Linked DNA regions of Triticum aestivum: region 1 is linked to region 2. The links are chromatin contacts, called in public Hi-C maps. All regions are on one chromosome and are shown on one strand. Each heading gives the region's core, a stretch centred on a gene start, on an enhancer-like site or on the middle of the called end of the contact. The rest is flanking DNA. Distances are from core to core; before and after follow the strand shown. Region 1 overlaps LOC123154807. Region 2 holds the start of LOC123154807.

The links. Hi-C and Micro-C count contacts between places; a contact is called where the count stands out from the background.
Region 1: a contact with region 2 is called in a Hi-C map of leaf, with 2.2 times the contacts expected there. The contact joins the enhancer-like site here to the promoter of LOC123154807 in region 2. A contact is called at or near these places in 2 of 5 Hi-C or Micro-C datasets (both in leaf).

What each region holds. Positions count from the first base shown.
Region 1 is chr7A:358,227,128-358,232,662 of IWGSC CS RefSeq v2.1, reverse strand. It overlaps LOC123154807, which reads right to left. Exons shown (of 12, transcript XM_044573441.1): 8 at 4,602-4,645; 9 at 4,451-4,522; 10 at 4,311-4,358; 11 at 4,105-4,224; 12 at 3,590-3,875. The coding sequence ends at 3,795. Among protein-coding and RNA genes, the nearest start is that of LOC123154807, 43 kb to the right of the region's middle. Within about 2 kb of position 3,117, at least 7 of the 8 cell types and tissues checked have an H3K27ac peak or open chromatin away from gene starts, as enhancers often do. A contact at or near this core is called in leaf, where this site is marked.
Region 2 is chr7A:358,182,388-358,188,397 of IWGSC CS RefSeq v2.1, reverse strand. LOC123154807 reads right to left here and starts at 1,658. Exons shown (of 12, transcript XM_044573441.1): 1 at 1,510-1,658; 2 at 1,323-1,409; 3 at 1,102-1,235. The coding sequence starts at 1,558.

The DNA.
Region 1 (5,535 bases), core at 1,868-4,367, 43 kb before region 2:
TGGGATATCACAATATCTATTATTTTTAATTAATGTATCTATATACTTGGTAAAGGGTGGAAGGCTCGGCCTTATGCCTGGTGTTTTGTTGCACTCTTGCTGCCCTAGTTTCCATCATACCGGTGTTATGTTCCTTGATTTTGCGTTCCTTACGCGGTTTGGTGTTATGGGAACCCCTTGACAGTTCGCTTTGAATAAAACTCCTCCAGCAAGGCCCAACCTTGGTTTTACCATTTGCCTCACCACCACCTATACTTTTCCCTTGGGAGTCACGCTCCCGAGGGTCATCTTTATTTTAACCCCCCAGGCCAGTGCTTCTCTAAGTGTTGGTCCGAACTGAGTAGACTGCGGGGCCACCTCAGGGAAACTTGAGGGTTGGTTTTACTCATAGGATGTCTCATCCAGTGTTGCCCTGAGAACCAGATATGTGCAGCTCCTATCGGGATTGTCGGCACATCGGGCGGCTTTGCTAGTCTTGTTTTACCATTGTCGAAATGTCTTGTAACCGGGATTCCGAGACTGATCGGGTCTTCCCGGGAGAAGGAATATCCTTGGTTGACCGTGAGAGCTTGTGATGGGCTAAGTTGGGACATCCCTGTAGGGTATAAACTTTCGAGAGTCGTGCCCGCGGTTATGTGGCAGATGGGAATTTGTTAATATCTGGTTGTAGTGAACTTGACACTTAACTTAATTAAAAGGAATCAACTGCGTGTGTAGCCGTGATGGTCTCTTTTCGGCGGAGTCCGGGAAGTGAACACGGTCTCGTGTTATGCTTGATCGTAAGTAGCTTTAGGATCACTTCTAGCTTCTCGATCGTTGCGTTGCTTCTCTTCTTGCTCTCTTTTGCGTATGTTAGCCACCATATATGCTAGTGCTTGTTGCAGCTCCACCTCACTACCCTTTCCTACCCATAAGCTTAAATAGTCTTGATCTCGCGGGTGTGAGATTGCTGAGTCCTCGTGACTCACGGATACTTTCAAACAGTTGCAGGTGCCGACGATACCAGTACAGGTGACGCAACCAAGCTCAAGTGGGAGCTTGATGAAGATCTTGATCGTTGTTTTGTGTCTTCCGATTGATCAATAGTGGAGCCCAGTTGAGACGATCAGGGATCTAGCACTTGGGGTTGTCTTCCTTTTATTTTGGTTCTGTAGTCGGACCTTGATTGTATTATGGATGATGTATGTTTAACTTGTTATTGGTGTGAAGTGGCGATTGTAAGCTAACTATTTATCCCTTTCTTATTCAGTACATGGGATTGTGTGGAGATTACCCCACTTGCGACTAATCTATCATGCGGCTATGTCTCTAAGTCGTGCCCCGACACGTGGGAGATATAGCCGCATTGTGGGTGTTACACAATTACACTCGTAAAATCCACCCCCATAAAAACAAACCGAGTGGGTTCCGGTTAACGATTGGTTGATCGTTTTGGTCCGTAAATTTTGCACGTGTATTCAAGATTACACCTGGTTTTGGCCGGTATTGGATAAACTTCTCATCACATCTGTTTCCCCCCGTTTTCTGACTCTTTCTCTCACCTAGCCAAGGACGAACCAACCATGGCATGCTGGAGAGAGGAGGTAGTACGCCAAGTCTTTGTTCCCGCTGATGCAGAGGCAATCCTGAAGATTCCCCTCTGTACAAGACAAGTGGACAACTTTTGGGCATGGTCGGGCGATCTGAGGGGACGTTTCTCAGTAAAATCAGCTTACAAATTGATCCATAAGATGAAGATGGGAAGGGAAGACTGGTTGGATGAGGCTGAGGATATGTCCAGCGGAGAATCCAAAGGATGGTCATCTATTTGGGGATTGCAAGTTCCTTCAAAACTGAAAATATTCACATGGAGGCTGGCTCGTCACTCACTTCCTACCAGTGATGTGCTGCATCGTCGGAACATGTCACCATCGCATGTGTGTGCGTTATGTGGAGCAGATGACAACTGGCGCCATTCTCTTATTGACTGTAACTACGCCCGGTGCGTGTGGGCTCTATCAAATGAGGATATGGTGCAGCATATGTGTATGTAGAGAGATGAACATGCAAAGAGATGGCTCTTTCTAATGAGCGAATCGCTTCCTCAAGAGGAATTCACTACCATGATTGTCACACTATGGGCGATTTGGGCAGCGAGGAGAAAGATAATCCATGAAGGAATTTACAAAACTCCATTCGCTACTCATGGTTTTGTCACTAGCTACTTGGCTGATTTGAAGCACATACCGAAACCTGTTGACAGGTCACTGACAACTCCAAGGGTCCGCCCTACTGCTTGGCAGCCACCACCGAATGATCATGTTAAAATTAATGTAGATGCGGCTGTGCCGCGTGCTGGTGGAAGGGGGGCTGTGGGAGCCGTTTGCCGCGATGCATTGGGTGTGTATTTGGGGGCCTCGGCAGTTGTCTTCAACAACATAGAGGACCTGGAGGTGCTTGAAGTTCTAGCTACCAGGGAAGCAATGGCACTTGCCGAGGACTTATACGAGCAGAAGGTTTTCATCGCCTCAGATTGCATGACAGCGGTGGAGGCGATCAAAGGAGGAACGGCAACAGCATATGGAGCAATCATCGCCTCAGATTGCATGACAGCGGTGGAGGCGATCAAAAGAGGAACGGCAGCAGCATATGGAGCAGTGGTACATGAAATAAGGGATAGAACTCGTTTTTTCATATCTTGTTCTTTTAGTCATGAATTTCGATCCTCGAACATTGAGGCTCACAACCTCGCAAAGCATGCATTAACGTTGGGAACCAGCCGCCATGTTTAGTTAGGCCACCCCGGCGATCTTTTGTTCGTCCCTGTAAACATTGTGACGGTTGAATAAAAGTTTCGCGAGTTTGTCTAAAAAAAAACCTAGCCAAGGACGAGGGCGCATGCCTCCGGACGAACGGTTCCAGGCACAGGAAATAGCCGAGCCACCAGTGTCAGGGACCATAGGCCTGGCGAGTTCCTGGCGCCAACGTCACGTGCCTTGCCATGCTCGGCTGGAGTTCCCGCCGACCAGCGGGTTGAGGCAGCAACAAACTGGCAGGCTGCGGTCCTGACCAGGCCGGCAAAGAGCGTGGGCTCCAAGGGCGCATACCTCCGGACGGACGGCTCCAGGCACAGGAATGGACGAGCCACCGGTGTCGGGGACCATAGGCCTGGCGAGTTACTGGCGCCGACATCACGTGCCTTGCCATGCTCGGCTGGAGTTCCCGCCGACCAGCAGGTTGAGGCGGCAACGAACTGGCAGGCTGCGGTCCTGACCAGGCCGGCAAAGAGCGTGGGCTGAGGCAACGTCGGTGGCGGTTGTGAGCGGGTTCCGTGGCGGCGGCAGCTACCTTGGCAAGGTCTGGAAATGTCCATGCTGACTGCCGGAGTGAACTTTATGACGACGGCGGTGGTGACTGCCGGCTGCCGACAGAGACTGGAGCAGCACGCCATGACCGGCAGTACAAGAGGAGTTGAGGTCGTCGCACACCACCTGGCAAACTGACCAATTCATCTCCGTCATTGTCCGCATCATTGTCCGCATCGTTGTGGCATCTGGCGCTATACCTGAAGTTTCTGAATCTCAGAATGACTTGTTGTGCTGTATGTTGCTGACAGGCTAAATACGATGCTATCCAAGCAGAAATCCAGAATTTTACAATTGTGTTTTCGTTACACTTGTATCTCAGGTGTGCACAGAAAAATGCCCTTGTAGATTAATACAGGTGGAAAATATAAACCGCCCAAGCGCAGCCTACGCCAGCTGTGCATATACATACTTTAAACGCACTGAACCTGTGGCAATCTGCGGCTGAGTTTATCTTACACCCATGGACTCCCCGCCTAGTTCTACATTGTACTCCAGTCCGCAACAGCATTTAATAGGATCAGAAACTCCCTGCAGAGAAAGATGTTCAGCTTCTTAAGACTGCACATGGCATCATTGAAAGTAACGCACTCCCTCCGATCCAAATTAATTGACGCAACTTTAGCACAACTTTGTACTAAAGCTGCGTCAATTAATTTGGATCGGAGGTAGTATATGTATTTCTCCATGAGAAGAAGAAAAAGGAAATCAATTAGATTAAATCATGGAGCAACCAAACTGAAAAGTATCGGTAAAACACCTTCATTTTAATGATTTGTTCTTCAAGAGACTGGAAGTACTCGGCTTCTCCAGCTCCATCACCTTGTAGACCTTTGTATTCCTCCTCCAAGGACTTAATATCCATCTCCTGTACTGCAGCCTGCAGGCACCAGGATGAAATAACACACATGGAGAATGACTTGATAACAGAATGATGTTTACGGTTAAGAAACACACTGAACTTACAGGGAATCTAGCAGTTATGTTGCTCTCCTGCTCAAGGGTCTGCTTACACTGCAAAGTTAATAATTCTTTAGTTTAACTAAAACAGCAATTGCGACTGCTTGGCAGATCTAGGGCCATAAGAGTCTCCAGAACTAGAATACTTCGCTGATTTCTAAGAGGAGCTGTGATCCTTTTGCTTTGATATCCAGTAGCTTCTTTCCAACGTCAGATTCCTGTTTATTAGTTAGTGAGCGACACATGACAGGTTGGATGTTCCTTTGCTACAGGAGGAGAATGGGAAGCATGGAATACCTTGTCTATGCTCCCTCCTAAGTTGAGCACTTCATACCTCTTCCCTGCAATAACACAACAGATCAATATTCAGGTGAAGCTATTAGTTACAGTTTCACAATTGACAAAAATTCCTATTTATGTTATCCAATGTAACAGTTTCACAAGTTAAAAGTCAAGATGATATCTAGAATGGTGCAGACCTGATAGTAAGCTAATAGTTTAATCTCAAAATTTCAAGCAAAGTAACATCACTCAAACAGAAAACAGGTAATATAAACAGAGCCTGGTCAGTGCACGCATGTAGTTTGCTAATTGCGTCGATCAAAAGTTCTTTTTTTTACTAATTGCAGAAACCACCTCATGTAGATTGTTCAGATACTCCATATCAGCAGCACTGCTTCCATTCATCAAGAAGCTAGTACAGAGCACCTGAGATGGGACCATTATGCTTCCATGAAGTTTGCTCCTGGCATCCTGGCAGCATCCAAGATTGGAACTGACACTGACAGGTGGGGGGCATGATTACCTCACCCAGCTCATGTGTGCTTCGTAGTGCAACACAGTATCATCCTCACGTAGCTTCATGGCTGCCAAGTTTGAGGAGCCCATGCACAAAGTGTTTGTAGCTACCCCTTGTGACCTAGCTTTGCCGCTCTATGTGCACCCTTGGACAACGGCTCAATTGCACCATGTAGCTGACTCGCTGCCCCTGTGGCATCTGCCTCCTGTGTATTCCAATGACGAGACCATCAACCACTCCATCCCACTCACCTCGTCCAATCAAACCAAGTTGCCCCACGACCACCCTGTGAGGCACCACTCTGAGAAAATGAGCCAAGCTTGTGTTATTTATCACCTAGTACCAGAGCAACTTAGACTCCTTAGTGCATGCTTATGGTTAGCATTGCATAGTAGTCAGTTCAAAGTGACAAAAACTTCAACACAAGTCTAA
Region 2 (6,010 bases), core at 409-2,908:
TCTGGCTCAAGCACGAGCTGCTCATGGAGGGAACTGATGTCATGTGGGTCAGCACTATGTCTGCAGGTGCAAGCCGAAGCAAGACTCGGTGGCCACCATATTATAGGAGTACAGGATTAGGTAAGTTCAAGCCTTAGGAAGTTTGATCTGAGTGCGATAGGGTTTTTTGTTACAAATAGAAGGTTTCCCCTATTGTGTTCAGGTCTAAGTCGGTTTAAAGAGTCCTTACTTTCCAAGTCATGTAAATTGCAGGATAAATAATGCCCGGGACTGGTATTGAGAGAAACAAGCAAGAAACATAAATAGAAAAGGTAGGGGTTCTCCTCTGCAGCCCTATCTCCCCTTGGCATCACGGTACCCAAAGGCAACCTTCCCCGCCCCCGTCCTCCCACCATCCACCACTATCCCTTCGGGGACTTAGGCCCTGACAGCTGAATACCAACACCTGGATTACATTTGACGATTTGACAACCCAACGGACTGGCGCCGAAGGGGAAAAAATCAATATTAGGGTATGAAAAGCAAGAAATGTATCTCAGATGGGACAAAAATTTAACCCTCGGAACAGATTTTGGAAGAGCCAACCCCCGCAAAAAGAACATCGCATTTCAGAACTACCATTTAAGACAAAATATAACTGTCCAATTGCATCACTTCTAGTCTGCCCTTTTTCTTGGCGATTGCAAGGGAAACACACTCACAACGCACCTCCTTAACACACGCTTCCAAAACAAGGATCAGCCATATCCACCAATCTCACAAAGTTCCTACAAATGCGCACAAGAATGGCAGGATATAAACCCTAGTGGGTGGAGTCCTGCCCTCCCATCTTCACGACCACAGCAAGAGGTGATTCTCCGTCTGCATTTTTTTAACGATTATGACCAACCAACTTCCTACTAATTCACAACAGCTGACGCTGTTTTCCCACTTCTACGAAAGCATGACTATTCACTCGCTAAATACCGTTCAACATAGCATTTCACGTCCTCCAACATGCCACAAAGGAGTGCCATCAAATAACTTATTACGGCTTACGTGCACATATTTCCAGGATAGCAAACTCCGCAAGAGCTACAACGAACAATCCAGGATCCTCACCTGCTTCAGCGTGGCACCCACGACCTCCAGTGAGGCGATCCTACCCTGCTTCTCAGCCATCTCCACACAGACATGCGCCCTCGCCTTGGCAAGGTGCTCGGCCTCGTTGCTCACCTGTTTCGCCTGCGCCCTCACTGCCCAAACATAAACAGCGACATCATCAACCAAGACGGCAAAATTAGCAGCGCGAATCCAGTGATAGAAACAAGAGACATTTGAACCTAAGGCGATGTCGCTGTCGTGAGCATCTATGGCCGTGCGCTGCCTCTGCTCCTCCGCTGACCGCTTCGCTGCCTCCTCTTCCAGATCTGCAGCCCAGCGACGCAACCATCGACAGCCGAGGCGGCTGGAGAGTCAGAGCGGCGGGAGCAGGGGCGGGGGAAGGGGCGGTGAGTTCGCGCGACGGACCGTTCATGTAGCTGCGTAGGGTCCTCATGTTTGCCAGGTACTCCTCCATGGCTGCCGGCCGGAGCGGTGGGTCGAGAAGGAATGTGACCTTTCTTTTGTGTGTTTGGGGTCCACCTCAGCACCCTAAATCTATACCCATTTTGTCCCGATTTTATCCATATGGGGTAGAAATAGGTCTATTTTGTCCGGATTTTATCCATATGGGGTAGAAATAGGGAGAACAAACGCCGGACAGAGGCCGCACAAACTTGCTGCGCCCAACGCTGCTACCCTAAATCTATACCTATTTTGTCCAAATTTTGTCCGTATGGTGGGCCAGGTACAAAAAAGGAGAGAGTGACAGGTGGGGTTGAGGGCGGACATAGACGGACGACGAGGACGCGAAGACGTCCGCTTTCTGTCCGCTTTGGCCCCAAACCTAGAGCAACTTTGGTCTGGAAATAGGGCAAAAGCGGACACAGACTGGACGAAACGTCTGTATGCTCCCATGCGTTGGGTTGTTCGGTTTGTCCGTTTTATCCCAAACGGACACAAACGGACGATTTGAGGTAGAAATGGGTCACGCGCTGGAGTTGGCCTAAGAGGGTGTTTGGTTGCCATCCTGTGGCAAAGGCGCCTGGCCTGGAGTATCCGTAAAAGCTTTTTTTTCAGGGAACTTTAGAGAGCTTTATTAGATGAACGCATTCGCTGGGCAGTCAGCCAGAAGGCTGCTAACCAGGAAGTTAGGCGTGGAGTCCAGCCATCTTTCGGTCACGTAAAGCGTACATGCACGCTTAGCACACAAATGTGCAGGACCCTTAGCGGATCTTATTACATGAGAAATATGAAAAGACAAAAAGCCAGCAGAAAGCTCTCTAATTTCTAAGAAAATTGGTGTTACTACCGAAAGATCGGTGTCGCTAGAGTTTCGGAGGTTAACTGCCTCAAGACAGTCGGATTCCAGTCACACGTGCATGTAGCCTCGAAGCTTGGCGAAGATGACACCCTCCCGCAGGGAGAGCACTTCAGCAATGAAAGGGTCTGTGACCCCTAGGTGGGGTTTGCACCATGCGCCCGAGAACGCCGAGGAAGAGCGGGCCACTCCCCCCACGCCGGTGACGCCGGCATCAAAGTGTATTGCAGCATCAGTATTGATCTTGATATGATCATCTTCGGGGGGCCGCCACCCTTGACCTGGCAGAAGTACGAAGCTCTGTCGAGGAATATCCAACAGTGCAAGGTCCTCACGGATGCGACGGACCGAGGCAACTGGATCAATGGTCTCCTGATCATGTGTTCTTCTATTGTGAGACATCCAAATGGCCCACATGACCGTGATGATGATGGCACGGTCCTTGTCAATGAACCGAAGATCACATAGGATATCGCGTGCCCAAGTACTGGGATGGAGCCGGGGTAGGTTGATCCCAAAGAGTAGCCTTGCCTCCTCCCAAAACCGCTTTGCATGAGAACAGTGGACAAGAGCATGCATCAAGTCTTCGTCTGTAGCCAGGCAAAGCTTACATGAGCTAGTATCTCTGATATGGCGATGATGGAGGGTGCATTCATCCGGAATGATTCCCCTCAACACCCGCCACCAGAAGACTCTTACTTTTGGGACAACTTTGAGCTTCCATAGCAAGCTCCACATATGTTCTTCGTTCATTGATGGCCCCGATATATGCCCTTCTTCTAGAGCTAACCGCTCTTTCTGATTCACTAGAGCTTGATATGTTGTTTTAACAGAATAGATGCCAGATCTCTCATGTGCCCAAGCAAGAAAGTCCGCCCCGCCGCCCCGACAAAGCGGAATATTAAGAATTGCCTCTGCGTCTGGTGGAATGAATGTCGCGCGAACCAGGTCGCGCTTCCAGGTCCAGTTGTCCGAGTCGATGAGCTCGCCGACCATAGTCACCGGGGTGGATGGCGGCCTGAACAGAGGCAGCATAGTTACGGTCGATGGGATCCATCGGTCTTCCCAGGCCGAGGTTGAAACCCCATCACCGATGCGCTTTATAAGATCAACACTTAGGGCTGCTCGCCCGGTGATGATGGCACGCCATGTGGCTGAGGCAGACTTGGGTGTTGGCGCTTGCATGAAATCACAGTCTGGGAAGTACCTTCCCTTCATCACTCTCGTATAGAGGGCGTCTGGTTTTGTTAGGAACCGCCATCCATGCTTCCCGAGAAGCGCTAGATTAAATTGTCGCATGTCCCGAAATCCCATCCCTCTATCTTGGGTGTAGCAAGCTTTTCCCAAGCTATCCAGTGTAGAGAGCGTCGATCGACGGAGCTCCCCCACCAATATTTTGCCATGCTTCAGGTAAGATTCTTGCACACTTTCTTGGTCAAAAGGAAGCAAGACATACTGAAGGTCGGTATTGCTTGCACAATTAATTTGATTAGAGTCTCTCTACCTGCACAAGCAAAGAACCTTTCAGACCATCCTTGCATTTTCCCTTTCGCCCGATCTCCAATATGCTCGAACATTCCACTCGTAACTCTTCCAACAGCAGTTGGGAGACCGAGGTATCTTTCAGAAAAGGCTTCTGAGTGCACATTCAGAAGCTGTTTGAGACTCCCTCTTAGAGTCGCCGGTGTGTTTGGGCTGAAATAGATGGAACTTTTTGCTCGATTCACACACTGGCCGGAGGCCTCACCATATATTCTGAGGATGTCATTCAAACGAGATGCACTCTCATTACTCGCCTTGATGAAGATCAAACTATCATCAGCGAATAGAAGGTGATTGGCCCATGGGGCTCTGAAGCTTACACGTATACCTCGGTCAATATAGTTGCCATAATGCTTCAACAGAGAAGAAAAACCCTCGGCGCAGATCAGAAATAGGTATGGGGATATAGGGCAACCCCGTCGTAATCCTCTCGAGGGGGTGAAGTAAGGCAGCAATTCTCCATTAACACGAACAGAGAAACGAACTGAAGTGACGCACTTCATTATTAATCTGACCAAATTGCCAGCAAATCTAAGTCTCACTAGCATAGCTTCAAGGAAGTGCCACTCTACAGGGTCATAAACTTTCATCATGTCCAACTTGATTGCACACGAAAAGTTTTTCCCTTTCTTTCGTCTCTTCATCGTATGGACACTTTCAAATGCCACAAGTACATTATCCGTGATCAAACGACCTAGGATGAAAGCACTTTGCTCCTCGCTGATAATCTCATCCATGCATGGCCTCAGCCGATTGGTTATGACCTTGACAACGATCTTGTATAGAACTGGGCATCAAGCAATGGGGCGATACTGGGAGATGTTCTGTGGATGACGTACCTTAGGAATAAGCGTGATAGCAGTATCATTTAGTCCAGCAGGTAGCTCACCACCATTAAGAAAATCAAGCACCGCCGGGACTATGTCATGCTTCAATAGCTCCTAGTGACGCTGATAGAAACCAACTGTAAATCCATCCACCCCTGGCGCTTTGGACGCGGATATCTAAAATAAAGCTTCTTGGACCTCGGAGGCTTCGAATGGTTTACATAACATATCATTCATGGCCGGCGTGACCCGGTTTGGTACATGCGCTAACAGTTCATCACTGTTGTTGTACCCTTGAGATGTATAAAGAGCCTGGTAAAAATCAAGGATCTCTTCCTTGTCCTCATCTCCAGATGCGCAAACAGAGCCATCTGATCGCTGCAAATTGGCGATCTTATTTATACGTTTGTGTTGTCTAGCTTGCGCCTAGAAATAGGCTGTGTTGCGGTCTCCTTCGCGTAGCCAAGGGACACGTGACCGCTGCTTCAACCATATCTCCTTGAGTTTAAGCGCTTCTCGGAGCTTTGACATGGTAGTTGTTTCTTCCTGTGAAGGCCCCCATCCGACTGACTGACAGCGAAGCCTGTCAAGTCGCTTTTGAAGCTGTCAGACTATCCTTGTTAGGCATCCAAATTCTCGGACCCCCCAAGGCATGAGCTTGCGCTGCAGAGCCTCGAGGGCGTTCATTACGCCGTGCAGACCTGGTTGCCTGGCTTGTGCTCTCCAAGTTTCGGTAACCAGCTGATCGTAATCATTATGAGATTGCCAAATATTCTCATAACGAAAAGGTTTCGAAGTATGTGAGTTGCTGTTGGGATGTTGTTGTCGCAAGTCCGCTAGTACAAAGCAATGGTCTGACTCGATGGAGCAAACATGGTGCACTTTGACATACTCAAATTTTTGTATGAATTCCTCATTAGCAAACACTCGGTCTAGCCGAGCTTTGACATTGGCATCACCAGATTGCCGGTTATCCCATGTGTAGGGGACACCAGACCAACCTAAATCCTGCAGCACACATTCATCAGTGGCTTCATGAAATGCTCTCATTTGCCATTCCGGTCTCACCGTCCGACTGAAGTGCTCATCCCCATGAAGGGTTTCGTTAAAATCACCCATGCACAACCAATCCACGTGCGGAAGATTATGCAGGGTCCATAGGAACCGCCAGCTGTGATGTCTGTTTTCAGCTCGTGGCGCTCCATAAAATCCAGTGAATCTCCAACTCACCGAAGCATCT